Regions from separate parts of the Mus musculus genome. Here region 1 is linked to region 2. A link is a contact called in public HiChIP or PLAC-seq data. All regions are on one chromosome and are shown on one strand. Each heading gives the region's core, a stretch centred on a gene start, on an enhancer-like site or on the middle of the called end of the contact. The rest is flanking DNA. Distances are from core to core; before and after follow the strand shown.

What was found. HiChIP or PLAC-seq counts read pairs in DNA pulled down with a chosen protein or histone mark.
Region 1: a contact with region 2 is called in an H3K27ac HiChIP or PLAC-seq map of embryonic stem cells, with 19 read pairs. The contact joins the enhancer-like site here to the promoter of Slc2a8 in region 2. A contact is called at or near these places in 8 of 39 promoter capture datasets (the HPC-7 cell line, HPC-7-derived erythroid cells, embryonic stem cells and 4 more), 3 of 15 datasets of contacts at CTCF or cohesin (the G1E-ER4 cell line, large pre-B cells and pro-B cells), 16 of 484 Hi-C or Micro-C datasets (B cells, the G1E-ER4 cell line, the HL-1 cell line and 10 more), 5 of 115 datasets of contacts at active chromatin or transcription factors (the SCID.adh cell line and embryonic stem cells) and 4 of 9 other capture datasets (adipose tissue, embryonic stem cells, liver and 1 more).

What each region holds. Positions count from the first base shown.
Region 1 is chr2:32,924,878-32,931,332 of GRCm38.p6, forward strand. Lrsam1 (leucine rich repeat and sterile alpha motif containing 1) reads right to left here. Exons shown (of 26, transcript NM_199302.3): 23 at 4,697-4,828; 24 at 3,775-3,856; 25 at 3,108-3,253; 26 at 338-2,024. The coding sequence ends at 1,899. It overlaps Niban2 (niban apoptosis regulator 2), which reads left to right. Exons shown (of 14, transcript NM_146119.2): 14 at 1-376. Among named protein-coding and RNA genes, the nearest start is that of Lrsam1, 34 kb to the right of the region's middle. Within about 2 kb of position 3,549, at least 83 of the 459 cell types and tissues checked have an H3K27ac peak or open chromatin away from gene starts, as enhancers often do. A contact at or near this core is called in the HL-1 cell line, the SCID.adh cell line, adipose tissue and 4 more, where this site is marked.
Region 2 is chr2:32,979,609-32,985,604 of GRCm38.p6, forward strand. Slc2a8 (solute carrier family 2, (facilitated glucose transporter), member 8) reads right to left here and starts at 2,475. Exons shown (of 10, transcript NM_019488.5): 1 at 2,350-2,475; 2 at 2,113-2,275; 3 at 1,753-1,959; 4 at 394-493. The coding sequence starts at 2,405.

The DNA.
Region 1 (6,455 bases), core at 2,299-4,798, 54 kb before region 2:
GCCATTTGGGCTTGTCTTTCCCTCTTAGTCACAAGGGTCAAACCAAGAGTCAGTTAGCTAGATGACTCTCCCCAGACTCTGTCGCCAGAGTTGGGAGAACAAAGCAGAGACTGCCGCTCCAAGGCCCCCAGGACGAGGTCCCTCCCAGTCCTGTGTCCCTTGCTCTGTGGACCTGCTCCCCAGACGCAGGCCTCAGACCCACAGGATGTGGCCGGTGCTCAGGGACACCCAGTCCCCTGCCCTCACTCCGAGTACTGACTTCTTTCCATGTTCTCTAGTGCCTTGGGGGTTTCCACCATCCTTCCAGATATGGTATGAAGAATCTATGCAAACTGTGTAAGCTTCTGCTCATCAATAAACGCTTTATTTAAAGCTCATTTCCTCATGTGCTGCTGGGGTGGGGGAGATCTGGGCCTACCGTATCTAGGGATCCATTCATCCCAGATCTCTTGGGCTCATCATATGAGCTACCAGGCCCCTGATCTGAGTGTGTTCCTGCACGTGTGTACAGGTACAAATTCACATGTGCATGTGGAAGCCAAAGGATCTCGGATCATTCCGCCTCGTGTTTTGAGATGAGGTCTCATTAGCCTGGAACTCACTAACTCGGTTAGCTTGGCTGACTGGTGAGTCCCAGGGTCTGCCGGCTTCAGCTTCCTCAGTACTTTGATTACATGTACTGGCCTGGCTCTGTGAGATCTGGGGAGCCAGACTTCCAAATGACAACTAATGTACTGAGGCCTCTTTCTCTAACTCATTCTTACAATCCCCTATTTTAGAGGGAGAAACTGAGGCTCAGAAAGAAGGGGAGAGGCCATAGAGCTTTCAGGTGACTAGCCTTCTGATGGCTCATCAGTCCCATGTGTCCACCATGAGGGTGGCCTCCAGGCCTGAGCTAGGTGCTAATGTCTAGTTCCCCCAGAGCCAGTCAAGTAGTAATATTTGTTGAGCACATGCTGTAGGCCATATACACTATACTGGGGAGGGCAGTAGGGTGCCATGTCACATGGAACCCTTCACTACAGCTGGTGAGGGTGGGCTGCCCCTCTGAAAGTTAACATGCCTTCCAGTTGCCTCAGCAGCCCCCTCACCTAGGATAATCATTGCAGGAACACAACCTGTCCCATGAGCACAGGCTACTTATAAATAAATAATGAGACCCCCATCTCTGGCTCTGTTCCCCTCGCCCTCTTTCAAGAGGGTGTTGCCTAACTCTCCATGGGGCAATGTTTCTGTTGCCTTCCCTCTGACCCAGGGGCAGCAGCTCTCGCCCTTTTCCCCAGAAGAGCTGCCCTCTCCCCGGACTCTGCCTACTCCTACCCCTCCCAAGTTCTCATGGACCTAGGGGTGACTCTGCAAGGAGTCAGATTTACTGGTGCTCCTGTTTTGAATCAACCTGCCTGTGTAGGCTAAGGATGCAGATATGGGAGGGTGGGTGTTCAGAAAGAAGCAAAAGGGTGCTGGGGAGTCTTGCACAACCCACCCCTTCCCAGAGACACTGGTGCACCTTAGGACGGGATGGCTGATACATTCCACAGATATGGACACCTCCAGGAGGGGCAGACAGCTGGGTGTAGCGCTGAGGCTTGGCTACTAACATGGATTCCTGAGTCCTGCAGGGCCACCTCCCTACGCTGGACCTTGGCCCCCTGCCCCAAGGCTCCACCACCAGCAGATTTGCCCTGTCTTTTGTTCACTGTTCAGAATAGCTATGTCACAGGCCAGGAACATTCCACCTGCCTGCCTAGTGCTCAGAGCAGTGGGGGTCGGGGTGGCAGGTGGTGGGTGACAAAGGCCTATGGCAGTCTTGCCCTAGTCTGGGGAATGAGGGTAGGTGGGAGTCCAGCAGTGGTGGAGATGGTACCAAGGAAGGGCCAGGGCTGGTAGGTGCTGTGCCTTCAGCTGCTGTGGTAGATCCGGAGGCGCTGGGAGATCTCCTGGCGGCACAGTGGGCAGGTGCGCAGAGGCTGGCAGCACTGCTGACAGCAGCAGACGTGGCCACAGGTGAGGAAGACCATCTGGGCCTGCGGAGAGAGCAGCAGCAACATCCTGACCGCTCAGTTCTGGAGCCATGACCACATCAAAGCCCCGAGAGATGCCAGTGGATGTGAAAACCTAGTCAGGCCTGTTGGCAGTTTTGTACCTGTTTTTCCATGGATTGTAATAGCATTCAAATATCTACAATCTAAAAGCTCTTTCCTCCAGTGCATGCCAGGCTGAGTGCCCTGCTACTGAGCTGCCTCCACCCCCAGCTGGGATGCCAGGCGTGTACTGCTTACCTGGCCCTCCACCTATTTGTAATTATTTTGTGTTCACACTTGCCAAAGTATGATGCCTAGCCTAAAATGACTTCCACCTTATAGTCACTAGCCTCGTATGTGTTCCCTGACTCTGTCTTAGCAAGACCCCTCAGTATGCACATGGCCTGAGAAGTCTCCAATTGCTTCAAAGTCATGTATCATATCAAGAAATTGGGAGTCCCTTTCAGAGCCTGAGGACAGTGCCTTGGTTACAGTTCTAACCACTGTGCCCTCCGCCGCATAGCACCCCGGAGTCTGCTGAAGGTCAGAGAGCTACCGAGCTGCTACAGCAGCCCCCTTAGTAACTCATGTGTGTATTCTACTCGGGAAGTGTAGAAGGGGGTGTGGGATCCCCTGACGTTATGAGCCACCCGACATGGTACAGGGAAGGGCAGTGAGTGTGAGCCATCTCTCCAGCCCCTTTTGGGTTTCTTGACACAGGGTCTTGCTCCATAGCCTCAGACTCACAGGGCTTTTGCCTTTTTCATCTCTCATTAAGTACGGCTGCAGGCATACCTGCCGTGCCCTGCCCCGGCTCCCTTAGCAACTGTGCAGGAGGGAGGACCTGTGCTTTAAGCACTGGTATGTTTACTTTTTGCAATAAGTGTTAATTTTGCAACAATCTTACAAAGGCCTGGCCGGGAAAACCATGTTCTTGGTGAGTCATGCCTGAGGAAATTTTCCCTAATATAGTTAATAAGCTGAGGGAAAAATCCTTCTCTGGGGAAAATGGACTCTAGACAATGTCAGCATTGCGCATATCTGGGTCATGGAACATGGGTCATTTTGGTGTCTCCCCACACTTACTTCACGTTCCAGGCACACAACACACTCTGAGGTCGGCATGTCCAGTTCAGCTGGGGGGGCGGACGGTCGCACTGACTCTTGGAGCTCCCGGGGAGCTGTGGGGGGCTCGAGGGCACCAAGGACCTCATTCTCGAGTGGTTTCAACTCTGAAGAAATCAGAGGGACAGGCTAAGCCATCCCCAGATGGTCCCAGTCTTAGCTTGTGTGAGTAATCGGGGGTGGGTGGAGGGGAGAGGGGGTGCCTCCGTCCATGAGCAGGGGAAGGATCTCCCTCTCGGCCTCATTAATTCTTCCGTGTCCATCTGTGAGATGGGAGCACCCAGCTACCACACACTCTGCTTGTGGAGCTCAGAGGTGAGAAAAACCTTAGAAGCCTGAGGCTCTGAGAGAGGACATCGCATGCCTAGAGCCGTATCGCCACCCAGTGGTGGAACTGCAGGACAGAGGCCCTGGGCTAGTGGCTGAGCTTCTTTACCAGGCTCCTCAGGAAACAGCATGGGTCCATCAGGTGATGGCAGAATGGGACCGCCCCAAGGCTGCCTCCTCAGTCCCCAGTCCTCCCCCAGCATAGCCCACACTGTGCCTACAGCTCTGCCTTGGAGCCAGTAGCCCCTAGACTGCTAAGTACAGCCTCTGAACAGCCCAGAAAAGAGCTTAGAGTCAGTACCTGGCTGGACCCTAGGCACAGCTAGCAGGTCCTGGGCTCTCCGTAGGATCTCATGTTGCAGGCCTGCTTCTGAGACGCCCACCTGTGGCCAAACAGGAAAAAGCAGACCAAGGGCTGAGGGCAAGGAGCCAGCTCTCCTCTACTAAGCTGTCATATGCTGTCCAGCCCATAGGACTGCCTCAGCCTCCACCTCCGGCACCTTCACTGGAAACAGGGAGGCCTGGACCTTGTGGTCAGTATGAGGCAAGGTAGAACCACAGCCCTGCAGGTGGCTCAATCGGGCCTCTGTGGCAGAGGGGAGAACTGAGCCCCCAAAGGAAACCTGTGACATGTGTGTTTACTGAATGCTTTCCTGACACTACTGTCACTGTGCCTGGTGACCTTAGGACAGAGAGCTACTGAAACTCCTCTGCTGAGAAGTAGCAGGGTCAGAGCCTTCTAGCCGACACCCCAGAGCCTGGGCGCATAGCCCAGAACCCTGCATCTATCCGAAGGTCATCAGGAACTGCCCCCAAGCATGGGCCCTGCACTGTCCTGGATGAGGCAGGACAACAGAACGGATGAGAGCAGGGACCCTGAGGCCAGACCACTCAGAGTCAAGTTCCCGGTTCATGGGCTGCCGTGAGACACTAAGAATGATGCCAGGCATGTATACGTCCCAGGGAGGTGCCGGTGGATTAACTCCACAAAAGGAGCTCATGTTGTGTTCAGGACGTAGCTATAACTGTGTGACACCATTGCACAGGCTGAGGGCAAAGGTGAGCAGAGGCAATGGGGCAGCGGTTCTGGCCATGAGAAGCTCGAGTCACCTGACCTGGACAGACCTTGACTCACTACAAACTGAACAAATATACCCCCTTTGTGACAGTGAGTCCAGGCACACTGGGCCTTCCTGACTTCCCCCAAGACAATGGCTGCCCACCTTAGCCAGATCTCCGGGGCTCATTCGGCTCAGCATGTCCAGTGAGATGCGGTGGTGGGCGAAGAGGGGCAGGTAGTGCTCTGCAGAAAGCTCCACCAGCAGGGCCACCAGCCGTCGCTCCATGCCTTCTTCCTGCAGGATGGCCCCATGGGGAAGGCCAAGGGTGTTAGAGTGGAGGGAACCAAAGATACACTGGTTTCAAGATGGGACTGTCAGAGTGCATGACACACAAGCGTGCTTGGGCTCTTCCCCACCGAAGGGTGTGTGCTAAGTGTATGGAGATCCACCCACAGGGAGCTCACTGCTGTTCTACACTTGAAATAGTCACGTAAACATGCAGCTCCGGAGGGAGCTGGCTGAAGAAGCCGGGTGGGCCACACACCGGGCACAGGCAGGTACTGAGAACAACGGGGAGAGGCGTGGCCATGGGCTGGAAGCTCTCGGTCAGTACAGAGGAGAGAAAAACAAGCTACCAGAATGGTGTGAGTGAGGCTCAGTGGCCGAGAAGACCCAGGGTGGATTCGTAGCAGCCACAGCATGTAGCTCACAACTCTCTAACTCCAGTTCCAGGGGGCCTGAGGCCCTCTGGGCTAGAGACTACCTGTATCCACATGGCATACATAGATTTACATTAAGTAAAAACTAAATCTAGGCTAGGCTTAGTGGCACAAGACTTTAGTCCCAGCACTCAGGAGGCAGAGGCAAGTGGATCTCTGTGAGTCTGTAGACCTACAGGGTGAGCTCCAGGACAGCCGGGACCTTTCTTAACTGTTTTGTTGTTGTGAGCCTGATGCTCCTCAAAAATAAAATACAACAAAGATGGCTCAGCGGTTAAGAGCACTGACTGCTCTTCTGAAGATCCTGAGTTCAATTCCCAGCAACCACATGGTGGCTCACAACCATCTGTAATGGGATCTGACTCCCTCTTCTGGTGTGTGTGAAGACAGTTACAGTGTACTTACATATAATAAATCTTTTTTTTTTTTTTTCTTTTCGAGACATGGTTTCTCTGTATAGCCCTGGCTATCCTGGAACTTAATTTGTAGACCAGGTTGGCCTCGAACTCAGAAATCCACCTGCCTCTGCCTCCCAAGTGCTGGGATTAAAGGCATGTGCCTTCACGCCCGGCCTTAATAAATCTTTTTTTAAAAAGTATTTATAGAATGAGTCAATTTTTACTAAAAATTTAAGCCGCAAAACCAGACATAGTTGTCCAGGCTATCCCCTAGGACTGGACGTGGGTTTATCCCTGGAGCTCACTGACCAGCCGATGTACCTGAACTAACGAGTCTCAGGCTCACTGAGGGATCCTGCCTCAAAACAACAACAAAGCAATAAATGAATGATAAAGGTGAAGAACTGGAGAGAGGGCTCAGTGGTGAGAGCACTAATACTCTTTCAGAAGACCCGGTTTGATTTCCAGCACCAGCATCGTGGCTCCTGTCCTATAACTCCAGCCCCACGAGCTAATCCATGAGCCAATCCCTCTTCTGATCTCCATGGGTACCAGGTGTACAAGCTGCAGACACACAAGCAGGCAAAACACTCACACACATAAAATAATAAAAGACAGCGACTGTGAAAACGCTTCCAGTCACTGCATGTACACCTACACACACCTGCAGACACCTGTACACCTGCACACACCTGCACACATCGTACACTTACTGCAACATGCACACACACACCAGGCATACACATAAAATACAAACGTAAGCCAGGCATGGTGGCACACTCCTGTCACTCTAGCCCTCAGAAG
Region 2 (5,996 bases), core at 1,225-3,724:
CTAAAGCCTCCCCAGGCCACCAGCTCTGCCCCTCATCTTTGGGGAGCAGCCTCCTTTATGTGACATTCTCCTGAGAACTCAGTGCCAGCATGCAGAAACTCCAGCTCCCCAAGTGACTGAGCTAAAGTGTTTCCCTATATCCCACCCTTCCTTGCACTGGAACCCCCTGACTCCCTCCACAGCGCGGTGGGATTCTGGGACAGAGAAACCACCTGCTCTAGTTCTTCCTGGCACCGGGTTACCAGGCCCCTCCCCCCAGCCCTCCAAGCTGTGTGACCGAGAACCTGGCACCCTGACCAGCAGCACCAGGCAAACTCTTGTCCTCTGTGAACCTCAGTTTCCAGAGTGACCGCATAGCCTCTAACAGGGATCAAAGAAAGCACACAAATCTACCTGCCACATAGGCCAGGAGGATGCCAGTGACAACCATCAGCTGCACACAGGAGCCGAGCAGTCCTCGGACAGCTGGGTAGGCGATTTCCGAGATGTAAACCTATTGGTGGTTAAGGTGAGATTTTACTTGGCTCTTTGAAAGGAAAGGTTTAACTGTACGCTATAGGCCAGCAGAGTGCCCCTCCCCATTTCCTGCAGATTTTTTTTTTTTGTTTGTTTGTTTGTTTTTTTTTTTTTTTTTGGTTTTTCGAGACAGGGTTTCTCTGTGTAGCCCTGGCTGTCCTGGAACTCACTCTGTAGACCAGGCTGGCCTGGAACTCAGAAATCCGCCTGCCTCTGCCTCCCAAGTGCTGGGATTAAAGGCGTGCGCCACCACCACCCGGTTTCCCGCAGAGTTTTAAAGAGGATTGTGGGTAATGGGTTGCCATTATGTGTGTGAGCACTGAGAGAGGAGTGCAGAGCTTTCCTACCCTGGTTTGCTTGCTTGCTTGCTTGCTTGATTGATTGATTGAGATAGAGTTTCATGAAGCCTAGGCTAGCTTCCCGAGCTGAGGAAAACCTTGAATTCCTGATCTTCATGTATTTAACCCTCAAGTGTTGGGATTACAGGCATGTGCCACCAGGCCCAGCCCAGCACACATTTAATATGCACAGATGTGAGTTAGAACGAAAGACTTCTCCCTTGCTGTCTGATGTGTCCTTGTTCAGCCCAGTCCTAACAGGGGTGCCATCACTTCTAATCTCAGGAGTCACTAGACATTATCCATACATACTTCTAGATTATCCTATACTTTATGCTCTAGTAAAAACAAACAAACACAAAACAAAAACAACCCACAGGTCCCCAGTCTCCCTTTCCTCTAGCTCCTTCACGCCTCCAACAGATGAAGAGGATAAGCAGGAGGCCATGGAAGTGAAGGAGGGATGGGTGGTCATCCAAGTGTGTAGCCACAGGTTGCTGGTGACCCTCAGTTGCTAGGGTCTAAATCTTTTCAGACACTATCCCGGGCCAGCAGTTTCCTGTGCAAAGGCCGAAACCACCTCGGGACTAGGCCTTACTTTACAGGGGGGCACTGAGGCTGGGAGAGAAGCCTGTGTCCAGGTAAGTGGTCCAGGTGTGTGGGCTGCAAGGTATATGTAGCCTTCACTGCAAGCAGTGAAGGGAGCCTGCAGCCTATCCTAGGGACAAACCAGAGTAGAACTGCCCAGTTAACAAGAAAATAGGGGCATTCCCGTTATCGCTGCCTAGCATACAGTGACACCACCATAGTAGAGTAAAAGATCAGTAAGGAACTGCCTCGCTGCTGACCGGCTGCCCCCTGCCTGGCAAAGGTCATCTAGGAGGCTCAAACCACTCACCGGTGCCACTAGTGAGGCGACTCCGCAGGCAAGGCCGGTGAGGAGGCGGCCTCCGAGCAGCATCCACACATCCCGGGCCGCGGTGATGACAGCAAAGCCAGTCACGAAGGGCACGGTGCAGAGCAAGAGGCTCAGCTTGCGCCCTGCACGGTCCAGGAGCCAGCCGCCCAGTATGCCCCCTGCAGCAGCGCCCAGGGTCACGACGGCCTGGGGACCCGGGACGGGCTGAAGAGGAGGCCACCAGGGGCCATGGCCCACGATCCTTCCACCCCACGCCCCCTAGTCTCAGAGGAAAGAGAATGAGGAGGATCCTGGGGTGCGGCAGAGAGTGGGGGACCCAGGACTCCCCAGAGGGCTCACCCCGAACCAGGAGGCCGCATTGTCTCCGAGGCGCAGGGCCGGGGGTGCGGTGCGCCGCAGGCTGGGGATGGCGGGGGAGCTGTAGCCGAGCGCGAAGCCGAAGCTGAGGGGTCCCAGAGCGGCGGCGAAGGAAGCGAGGAAGACCCGGCGGCCGCGGGGAGTCCTACGGGTACAAGGCGGGGCGTGAGCGGTGTCGCCGGGCGTGAGAGAGTGACCGCGGCCCCTGGGAGTCCTCACCTGGCTTCCGGTGGCCGCAATAGCGGCTGCGTCTCCTGGGGGTCCTCGGGAGACATGTCAGCAGGACCTGACCCGCGAACTGTCGCCGCTCGGGCGAGCGCGGCCTCCGCTGCAGGAGTGACCAATGGGATGCTAGAACCCGGCCCCCAACCAGAGCTGGCCAATGGAAGTACAGAGCCGGTTGCAAAGCTCAATGGAGCTGAACTACGCCAGCGACCCAAGTAAAGGTTTGCAGGGAGCTGTGTCCGGGACCCAGGCACGACTGTCCAATTGGAGTGTGGTGTGAGTCTGAAGGCGTGGCCCATCAGGTCTGAGCTTGCCAATGAGAATGGAAAGATTGTTTGGGTGTTTTGTTTTTGTTTTTCCCTCTAATCATCTATTGGGGGCTGGAGGGAGTGGGGGGGGGGGGGATGGACAGAGGTGACAGTGTGCCTGTGCACGTTCGAAGTAAACTTCCCTGAGTTTGTTTTCCTTCCACCAAGTGGATCCTCCGGATCGAACGGAGGTCGTCAAGCTTGAGGGCAAACACCTTACAAGCAGAGTCATCTCGCTGCCCCTATTTTGGTGGTTTCTTTTGCTTTTATTTAAACTTTATTTGTATGAGTGTTGTTTACATGTTCACGTGTGTGTGTGTGTGTGTGTGTGTGTGTCCCATGCATTCCTGGTGCTTGTAGAATTCAGAAAGCATCATCAGATCCTACGGAACTGGAGTTAGAGATTGTTGTGAGCCATGTGTGTGCATGCTTGAGCCCTCTGCTGGAACAAGTGTTCGTAAGCATTGAGCCATCCTTTATATTTTTACTTTTATTTTATTTTAATTTTTATATGGAATTGTCTCTAAATCTAGCCTCCACTAATGAGGGTAGTAGTGGGTCAGCGATGGATCACACTGGCTCCCGAAAGACTTCCCACCCTTACTACCCACAGTTCCCTGGAATAGGCTCCTCCCCAACTTTGACTTCTGCTTCAGAGAGCGTCAGGGTGAAAAGGCTCCAAGAAAACTCTCTTGGGCCACCTGTTCCTATCCTTGGACTTTCTGACATTGACCTGGTGCTTCTGGTAGCAGCTCACCTTCATCATGAGTGCTACAAATGTCTAGAATTCTGAGATGATGAGGACCCTGTCAGGCAAGGTCCCCCATTCCAGAAGTGGGACAGAGTGGAACTTAGTGATTCCCTTGTTCCCTGGTTACCCCACGATCATGGTAATTATCTCTATTGTCCTCCCGCCCCGAGTCTCCCTGTGATTGTGTGCCTCTACTGCTCTGCTTAATCGCTACCTTTGTGGCAGCTTCATCCGTACAGATGTAGAAAGAACCAGTGAGAGGCACCTAGTCCCTCTCTGTGCCTGGGTGTCTTCATCTCTAGAGGGCTGTGAGCAGGCTAAGCCTTAAAATGCCCATCCCGTCTGTACAGTGGTTTTACGTTACTGCAGCCACCCAATTGTAGCAACCAGCAGTTTGAAGTTTTGATCACAAGACTATTCTTTTTTTTTTTTTTAAAGATTTATTTATTTATTATATGTAAGTACACTGCAGCTGTCTTCAGACACTCCAGAAGAGGGAGTCAGATCTCCTTACGGATGGTTGTGAGCCACCATGTGGTTGCTGGGATTTAAATTCCGGACCTTTGGAAAAGCAGTCGGGTGCTCATACCCACTGAGCCATCTCACCAGCCCACAAGACTATTCTTAAAGGCGGGCGGGCAATACCGGCTTGTCCTTCTACGAAGTTTCCTGCTTGGGTGATAGATCTTATCACTGCTTTGAAATCACCTGCTCTTCTCTCTTTTTTTCCCAATAGGCATCAGGTTTCTGATGTCTGCAGAGTAAAGGTCATGGATGAATTGTATCCAGACTGGGTACTTTGTACCCGAGTGACTGGCTCAGCAGAGTGGCTTATGTAGAAGGGATGCTACAGTAAGCCCAGCTAGCACCAGACTTCTGAGTCATGGGCACCTAGGAACCATTGGCTAGTGGTATCCCTGCCCAATCTGGACCAGATATTGTCTCTAGGAAAGCCCCCCCCCCCCCCGTCCCTTTCTATGAGCAAAGCAATACTAGCTTGGTGAGTCAGATCTCTCTCTTGCTTCCTCTGTATCTCTCATACCTTTGTCTCTTATTTAGTCATAAGCGGCTTCATTACTGTCCTGGAAGAATAAATACAGGCTTGATTTTTTTTCCTGTTTCATCAAGATATAACAACAAAAAACGACAGGAAAAATACAGACACAAGCTCCTTAATTTGTATAACAGAAAAACCAGCAGCCAGCCATGTGGCACAAGCCTGCTTCCCAGTTAGCACTTGGAAGGTCCAGTGGAAGAATCAAAAGTTCAAGGCCAGCCCTGGCTCCAGGAAACTGAACTTCTTCTCCCTAATCCTAAAACAGATAAACAGCAGCCAAGCCCAGCTGATAGGAAATACTTAGCCTGCCTCTGAAAGACACACGGGGCAGAGAGAGGCACATGTTTCTGGGACTAAAAGAACATAAGGGTCAAACCATCTACTCTTTTGGAGTCTGTTTTCTTACCTTAAAAGCAGATGGTCTGGAAGATGTCTCAGTTGATGCAATGCTTGCTTTGCAAGCATGAGAACCTGGGTTTGACCCTCTAGTATTCTTGCAAAAGCAGGTGTGGCGGGGCATGTCTGTAATGCCATCCCTGGGGATCACTGGTCATCCAGCCTAGCATAACTGGTGAGCCCTGCCAGACCATGGTTTTTCTCAAAAACCAAAGTGCATGGTTCTTGAGGACCTCCAGCCTCTGTATGGATCCCCACAAGCCTCCAGCTGGACAAAAGCTAGAACAGACCTAATAAATCTGCTGATGGGGTTGCGACGCAGCGTGAAGTTGCCTCTAAAGCTAAAGAGAGTCCAGGCACCTTCAGTCCCATGTATCACACTCAATTGTTGTGCAGAAGGGGGAAGGGAAAGGAAGGGAGTACTCCCTATGGCCTGCAAGGAGGAAGGAGCTAAAGCTCTAACCCCTGACACACACTGTGACATCAGAACTCCTCGTACCTGCTTCCTGTGGGCTGACAATGTGGCCTTGTGGGCACGAAGGGGAATCAGGGTAGGTAGGGATTTTAAAAATCAGACTTTGTGGAGGACCTGGGTTGGGTTCCCAGTACCAGTTTGGGCAGCTCCCAAATGCCGGTAACTCCATCTCCAGGGGCTCTGTCCTCTTTTGGCCTTTGTGGGCAACTACAGTCATGTGCACATACACACAGGGGCACATTGCATACACATAATTTTAAAAATCTTTTTTTTTATTATAATTGAACTCAGGACTTCTGAAAGAGCAGATAGTATTCTTAACCTCTGAGCCATCTCTCTAGCCCATTAAAAAAAGTCTTTTATAAAAAAAATCTAACACTTATAAAATGAATTTTGATAAGTGTACATGCATGCATGTATGTGCACCATGTGTGTGCCTCCTACTCTTGGAGGTCAGAAAAGGTCATTAAATCCTCTGGAATTGTAGTTACAAATGGTTGTGAGACACCATGTGGGTGCTGGGAATTAAACCAGGATCTTTGTGGTGTGAATGTGCTTGGCCCAGGGAGTGGTACTATTAGGATGTGTGGCCTTGTTGGAGGAAGTGTATCACTGTGGGGGTGGGCTTTGAGACCTTCCTCCTAGCTGCCTGGA